Regions from separate parts of the Anser cygnoides genome. Here region 1 is linked to region 2. A link is a contact called in public Hi-C data. All regions are on one chromosome and are shown on one strand. Each heading gives the region's core, a stretch centred on a gene start, on an enhancer-like site or on the middle of the called end of the contact. The rest is flanking DNA. Distances are from core to core; before and after follow the strand shown.

What was found. A called contact is a pair of places that touch in the nucleus more often than the background predicts.
Region 1: a contact with region 2 is called in a Hi-C map of liver, with 16 times the contacts expected there. The contact joins the promoter of ADAMTS13 here to the promoter of DBH in region 2. A contact is called at or near these places in 3 of 7 Hi-C or Micro-C datasets (granulosa cells and liver).

What each region holds. Positions count from the first base shown.
Region 1 is chr20:4,463,266-4,466,759 of Taihu_goose_T2T_genome, forward strand. ADAMTS13 (ADAM metallopeptidase with thrombospondin type 1 motif 13) reads right to left here and starts at 1,526. Exons shown (of 29, transcript XM_066980650.1): 1 at 870-1,526; 2 at 483-549. The coding sequence starts at 944. REXO4 (REX4 homolog, 3'-5' exonuclease) reads left to right here and starts at 1,673. Exons shown (of 8, transcript XM_013193976.3): 1 at 1,673-1,973; 2 at 2,247-2,701; 3 at 2,992-3,147; 4 at 3,362-3,494. The coding sequence starts at 1,788.
Region 2 is chr20:4,335,407-4,338,741 of Taihu_goose_T2T_genome, forward strand. It overlaps DBH (dopamine beta-hydroxylase), which reads right to left and starts at 1,301. Exons shown (of 13, transcript XM_066981006.1): 1 at 1,215-1,301; 2 at 853-1,212. The coding sequence starts at 1,286.

The DNA.
Region 1 (3,494 bases), core at 276-2,775, 130 kb after region 2:
GACACTGGAAAGTGCGCTAGATGAACTCACAAGTCAACAACATCCTTGCTTCAAGAATTTGGGAGTTCAAAATGTATCTTTATTCTGAACTACCACCAATCCAGACCTAGAGTGCTAGTCTCTCCATCTGTTTATTTAAAAAAAATAACAAGTGCATTTAAAGCTATTCTTAGTTTATAGCTTCCCATTCAGATGACTTGGATGCGTTAATCTCGTAGAAATATATCAATACAGAGAACGAGGACTGTAGCAGAAATGCGTAAAAAGATTTATTGTATCTCCTTTAGGAGATTTTAAATACTGACCCAGTTCTTCAACACACTGAGACACAGATTACCTCACTGAGTAATGCAACTCAGAAATGCTAAATGCTTGTCAGAACAGAGTTAGTTAATAAGCGTTCTTAGCATTATCAAATGTACGGGATTAGAAATAAACTGACAAATGTGTTCCAACATCAAGAAGGAAGGAGCTCTGCATACCATCAGACACTGAGCTGGTTCCAAAATAAGAGAAAATATCTTCCGGATCCAAAGCTCTGAGAAATTTCTGCAAGAAGAAGAATGGCTTTACTTTATTTTTTTAAAGAAAAACAAATGGATACAAGACTATTATTTAACTGAACCTAACCTAGAAGGAACATCAGCAAACAATTCAACAAGTATCGATGCCAAGTTCTAATGGTTTTATTTTGCACTGAGCATATGCTGCACAATGGCCACCCAGAGGAAATAACTTTATCTTCTTGATTAGTGAGGTTTGATACATTTTGGCTTAGAACACATTGTGTTTTCTCTCCTTTTTTTTTTTTTTTTCCTAGAAATAAAAAAGGCTTCCTGGAAACTGCATTTTCTGGAGGTCAAACTTACCTCTTGGAGAATGGATGGCCAACAAAATCCCAGAGGGAACATCATGAGAGCTCGGATCATCAAGCTGATGATCATGCTGGAAGAATTGCAACCAGTGCTGCAGAGTAAACTCTGGCCCAAGGGTGATTAAAATGTTTAGCCCGAGGCATCACGTGGAACGGAAGTGAAGAATACACAGTTTAAACAAACAGGAGAGTTGATCTTCTGCAGAGAGGGACAGTCGAGGGGGAATTGAACTGCTGCAGGAGGTTTTACAGGAACAGCTGTAGGGGCAGAGCTTTTGCGCAACGTTTGCAGCTTTATTACAGCCAAAGAGCACAGCCATAAGAGGAGCTTTGGGCCAGTTTTAGCAGCCAAATAAACAAGGCACAATTTGCAGGGTGGGGGGGCGGAACTGGGCTCCAATTTGTTCAACCTGTGCATTGCTGCTCCCTGCACCTCGACCATGCTGGAGCCTCACAGGTGGACTTGGACAGACCGTGAGGCATGGCAAGACGCAGCACCTCGAAACCACGAGCCAGGCCCTGATGGCGGCCACACAGGGCACACACAGCAGGGTCTGCCACCCGCGTCTAAAGCAGGACCTCGGGTCAGCCCTCGGGGTGCCGCCAGCCCGCGGGACCTGCCCCCCAAGCACACAAACAATACCCTCGTGAAAGCCCCAGCTTTATTGAAACCCCAGCTTTATTGAAGCCCCAGCTTTATTCAAACCCCAGCCCCAGACTCCCCCCTCCTCAGGGCTCGCCCCACGGGCGGCTCAGCGCCGGCCGCTCCCGCAGCCGCCAGGGGCCGCCAGCGCAGGCCCGGCCCCGGCGCCCGGAACCGCAGCGCGGGGCTGCGTTCCCCGGCGGGCCGCTGCTGCGAGGCGCTGAGGAAACGGCGGCCGCGGCCCTTTCGATTCCCGTTCCCCGTCCCCACATGGCAAAACGGGGCCCCGCGGAGCCCGGGGCTGCGGGGCCGAGCCCCGGGGCCCGCGGGAAAGGCAAGAGGAAGAAATTCTGGCGGCGCCCCGCGGAGCCTGCCGCCCCGCAGGGCCCTAAGATGGCGACGGCCCTGCCCCGCAGCCCCCAGGAGTTCTCCGCCAACTGGAAGGCGCTGCAGGAGGTGAGGGCGAGCCGCCAGGCCAGGGATGCTGTCGTTTTCCTTGCTAGTACAGTTCCACACCGCGTATAGTAATTAAAAAACATGGTTTCGTGTTAAAATAACGCGCAGGGGTCTGGGAGATGCCGTTGCAGTAATGCCCCTTCAGCCAGATAAGAGAGCCCTGGTCAGCTTCACGCTGAGGTATTGTGTGGAGTACTCTAACAAATGACAGCAGGGTAGAATTGAAGGGAGATAATCTTTTTTTCTTTTTTTTTTTTCTTTTGGTCATTTTAGCTACTGAAACAAAAGGCAAATAACTCGGATGAGTCCCACTCTGCATGTCAAACACACACCAAAAAGAAGCATCCGCTCAAAGAGGGGACCAGCCAACAAGTTCCAGTTAGCAAAGGGAATGAGAACGTGGCAAAGCCCAAATCCGCAAACAAAAAGGAAGATGGTCCTGCTAAAGACGGTCCTCCTTTGGATAAGAAAAAATCCAAGGCGGTTGCAGCGGACAAGAATTTAAAGCCCAAATCCACAAATAAAACGGACAACAGTTCTGCGAAAGACAATCCTCCTTTGGCTAAGCCAAAATCCAAGAAGGTTGCAACGGACAAGAATTTAAACGGCACCAAAAGCAATGGAAAAAGCTGCAAGGAAAAAAGGAAGAATGGCAATATTGAAAAGGAGAAGGGTGATGTAAAACATAAGAAGAGGAAAGCTGAAGCTGTGGAGCAGCAGCCCAAAGAGTGAGTACTTCAGGCATCATGCATGTATTTGAATGTTTATTTTAGGAGGTGTATGTAAGGAGTACAGGGTATTACATTTGAAATAGCTGCACTCTTCCAGACTATATTTTGGGAGAAGTAAGATGAACAGTGCCCCTCCTCGGATAAGGCAACAAACTTGCATAGATGACAGTACTAGACTACTTTTCAGAGCTGATTTCTTGATTTAAAAATAAATCTGCTTTTCCTACACTATAAAGATGGAAAACCACTTTAAAACTATTTAATGTAATTAAATTTGTACTTACCAGGGCTGACATCTGGTTTGATGATGTTGATCCAAAAGATATTGAAGCAGCAATAGGACCTGAAGCAGCAGAAGTTGCTAGAAGAAAACTGGGACTTAAAACAGGCCGATCCGAACAGTCTGTGGAGCGGGTGCTGGTTAAAGAAAAATCTTCTGATGGGTGAGTGGCATTCCAGTGGGAAGCATGACAGCAGAAGCATCAAGATTTTTCTGATAACTCTGATTTGTAGATGCAGCATGTAAGCTGACATCCCCCTGGGTCTGCTGACAGTCATACTGCTGAGTTCTCTCCATGAAAATGTGTGCACCTTGCGAACTTCACTGTGCGGTCCTTGTAACAGGTGTGTCACCAAGCTGTCCTTTTTTCTTTTCAGGCTGACAAGAACAGTAGCCATGGACTGTGAGATGGTGGGAGTGGGACCAAAGGGTGAAGACAGTATTGTGGCTCGAGTGTCCATTGTGAACCAGTTTGGAAAGTGCGTTTACGATAAGTATGTCAAACCTACA
Region 2 (3,335 bases), core at 51-2,550:
TCAAGTAAGCAGAGAGGTAAAATTTAACTTACTGGAAAGCTTCACACAGGGAAAATGTGAATTGCTTTCTGCAGTGAAGCGCAATTGCAATAAACCTAACGTGGTGATCTGGGGACAGGGAGCTGCCGGAGGGCACGGGGTGAGGTATTGCAGCTCCAGCCCCGGCGGAAAGACAAACCACAGGAGAGCCTGGACAAACGGACTGTGTAAGAAAGGACAAAAAAATCAAATGGCAAAGCTACAAACGAGTTCCCCCTCCCCATCTGCTACCACCGGGCATTTGCATACCGCCCAAATACTTCTGCCTGTTTAATTTCTGATAACACCACGCTGCTGGCAGGCGGCCGTCGGATTGGGTTTTCCCGTGTCCTGTTGATCTCTGCTGTAGCTGCAAACGTGAGTTGCAGGCGGCTCATTGGCGCTGGCAGGAGCAGACTTGCTGGTTGATAACTTTTGCGCTTTCTCAAAGTCAGGAATGGGAGCGGTGGTTAATTTTTAATGCGGCTGAGGGCAGCGCACAGGCGAACCAAGCTGTCGATGCAGCCTGCGTTTGCGTGTAGCCGAGCTCTCTGTGCAACCACCTGTTGGAGCGCTTGCGGATGAGTACAGCAGAGTTACTGCATTTATCCCTTTCTCTTCGGATTTCAGATCCTATACCAAGCCCACAGCATAGGCCTCTGGACCAGAACCCCCCCAGCTCTTTTGGACCACTTTCATTGAGCAGCGAGAGCAGTCTAGCCCCGCTCAGCCCCGTGCCGTGCTCTGGACCAGCTCTGCCCCAATTAAATAGATCAGATTCACCCGTCGGGCAGCAACCCCAAAAGCAGCCGTGACAAAACACGTGCAACTCACCCCAAAATACGAGCTGTGCCCGTCGCTCCAGAGCACGGCCAGGTCCGCATTCTCAAACTCTCCCCGGTCCGACATCCCGAAGAGGAGCCCGAACTTGAGTTCCCTGCTGAGGATCTGGAAGTACACCGCTTGCTCGGGGTAGCTGACGTTCCAGGAGAGCTCGAGCAGCCCCTGGGGATCGAGGGGCACCTTGTAGGGAAAATAGGTGCCGCGGGGCGCCGAGCCCTGCAGGGCGGCCACCAGGATGACCAGGAACACGGCGATCATGGTGAAGTACACGGACGCCACCTCCCGCAGCTTGAAGCCGGGGCAGGGGCACGGCTTGCTGCCGGAGGTCTGCATGCTGGGCAGGATGGCAGCCGCCCTCCTGGCTTTTGCCATTTATGCGCTGGCCCTCCTGGGCGAGCCGGGTAAGCGATACTCTTTAATTGCATTTGGTTGTGGGGAAATTGGATTGTGGTATTGACTCCCCCCCCACCCCCCCACCTCCTGGCCAAACACTTGTCATTCTCTGCCTCCCCTTAATTGGCTCTAATTGCACATGGACATTATCAATAGCAATTGAACTCGACTGGGCTGATGTTATTTGCTCTTAAATCATCCTTAGTGGCTGCAAAGTGCCGCTTTCTTGCAAGCTGCTCCTTGCACGGCCATGCTGTGCCCTGCCGCTGCTGCCTGTCGACGGCTCTGTGTGGCCCCGCTGTGGCTCCCGTCGAAGGCCCTGCCTGCCTGCTCCTTTGGAGGCATTAAATAGTTGTTATTCCTTTGTTTTTGTAGCAGCTGGGACTTCAGCTCTGGTTTGAAGATACCCTTTTGTCCCCCACCATCCCCCTTCTCATCTCTTTGGCCTGCTGCGTTCTCTTTTGGATATTAACTTTTCTGCGCTAACCGGAACGAAGAGCCTCAAGCTCTGATACACACACACTGCCTGGTTTACACTCGGAGCTTGTGGCCCCGTTGTATCAGTGCCAGCTCCCGTGACAAGCAGCGCCCTTGGATGCCTCCCGGAGTCCCCTCCGTCCCCGTGGAGCTCGGGTTTCGCTCGCGGTCCTTGCAGCAATGTCGCCGGGCAGAGCCGGTTCCCCAGCGCTGCGTAACGCGAGGATGGAGCTTGGTGCCCGGTGTTGCAATGAATCATCAACGTGTGCACCTCTGCTGCACTCAATGAGGTTCTCATCGTGTCCTGAGACACGGCGGTTATCCAGGGGCACGGCGATCGACCCACGGTGCTCTCCTTGCAGGGTGACCTCTGGCTTACGGGTGCTCTCTCACTCAGCTTTGCCAGGCAAAGACCGACACAAAGCAAAGCTGACGAGCCGAGCTCTCCAGACGAGGGTGTCATCGGCAAACCCCAGCTGCTGCTGGTGTCAGCTTCAAAATCACACGTCAGGATGGCACAGTGAGGAGGTACCAGAGACAGGCTGGGAACGCTCCTTCCCCCCCGAAGCCTCTCGGTGCCTGCAGGAGGTGGCACCGAACCCCGCAGCACCCCGGGGAGGCTGCAGCAGGCGGGGAGCAGCCGAGGGGCTGCACCTCCTCGGTGGCACCGCTCAGCCTCTCCGCACCCTGCAGGAGGAGGCAGCGTCCCCGCCGTGCCCCCGGCTCCTGGGCTCGGTCCCAGCCGTGCTGAGCGAGATGCTGGCAGCCTCAGATGGGTGTCCCTCGGATGCCAGCCCCGGTTCCTCGGGCAGACAGCTGGCTGCGTGACAAAGGGCCCTGAGAACAGATTTTTGCCTTGCCCCGTTCCTACCCTCCAAGCACGGCTTCTCCTCCTCTCTTGGCTTTGTTTCCGAGTTGCAAGGGGAACGAAGCCACGCTGTCAGCGTGGCAGGAAGGAAAATGATCCTCATCGGGGGGCAAGAGGGGGTCCTTAGCTAACGAGCTCTACCTCCGTCTATTAGAGATGAATCCCCAGGTTGCTGGCATGTGCAAGTGGAGCTCCTGAGCTTTCCTGTACAGAAGGAATTTGCAGCAGAACAGCATAAGGCGGGCAGGTCAGCTTGAAAACAGCTGAACTTTGGAGATAAGCAGTGGGAATTTACTTAAAGAGGAGAAAAAAATATGTATATCTCTCCCCCGCTTCAGTTTCTCCAAGCCACTGCTCGTAAATCCAGGCAAGAAGTGAGGATCAAGCCTTCCTCTCCTTGCTCCTGGGTTTATTTTAGGACTTGAACGAGATGTAGCAGTGCCAGTTTGCTGACTCCGACCCCCCAGCTGCTTGGGGCAGGCACAGAGCGGGTCCCACAGGTGAGAGGTACACCGGGGGGCCGCGGGTCCAACCTCTGTCCTCAGGGCAGAGCACAGAGACAAGGCACAGAGACAGCAAGGTCTCGCCGGCGCTGACACCAGCACCATTGCACTGGTGCTAGCCCCTCCCAGAGCCCCTCTGCTCTGCTCCTGCGGAGGCTGCCCAATTTCCCCCAGGCACAGAAGAGCTGAGAGCACAGTGATGCACAGAGCACACCTGCAGAGTGCCCTCAGCC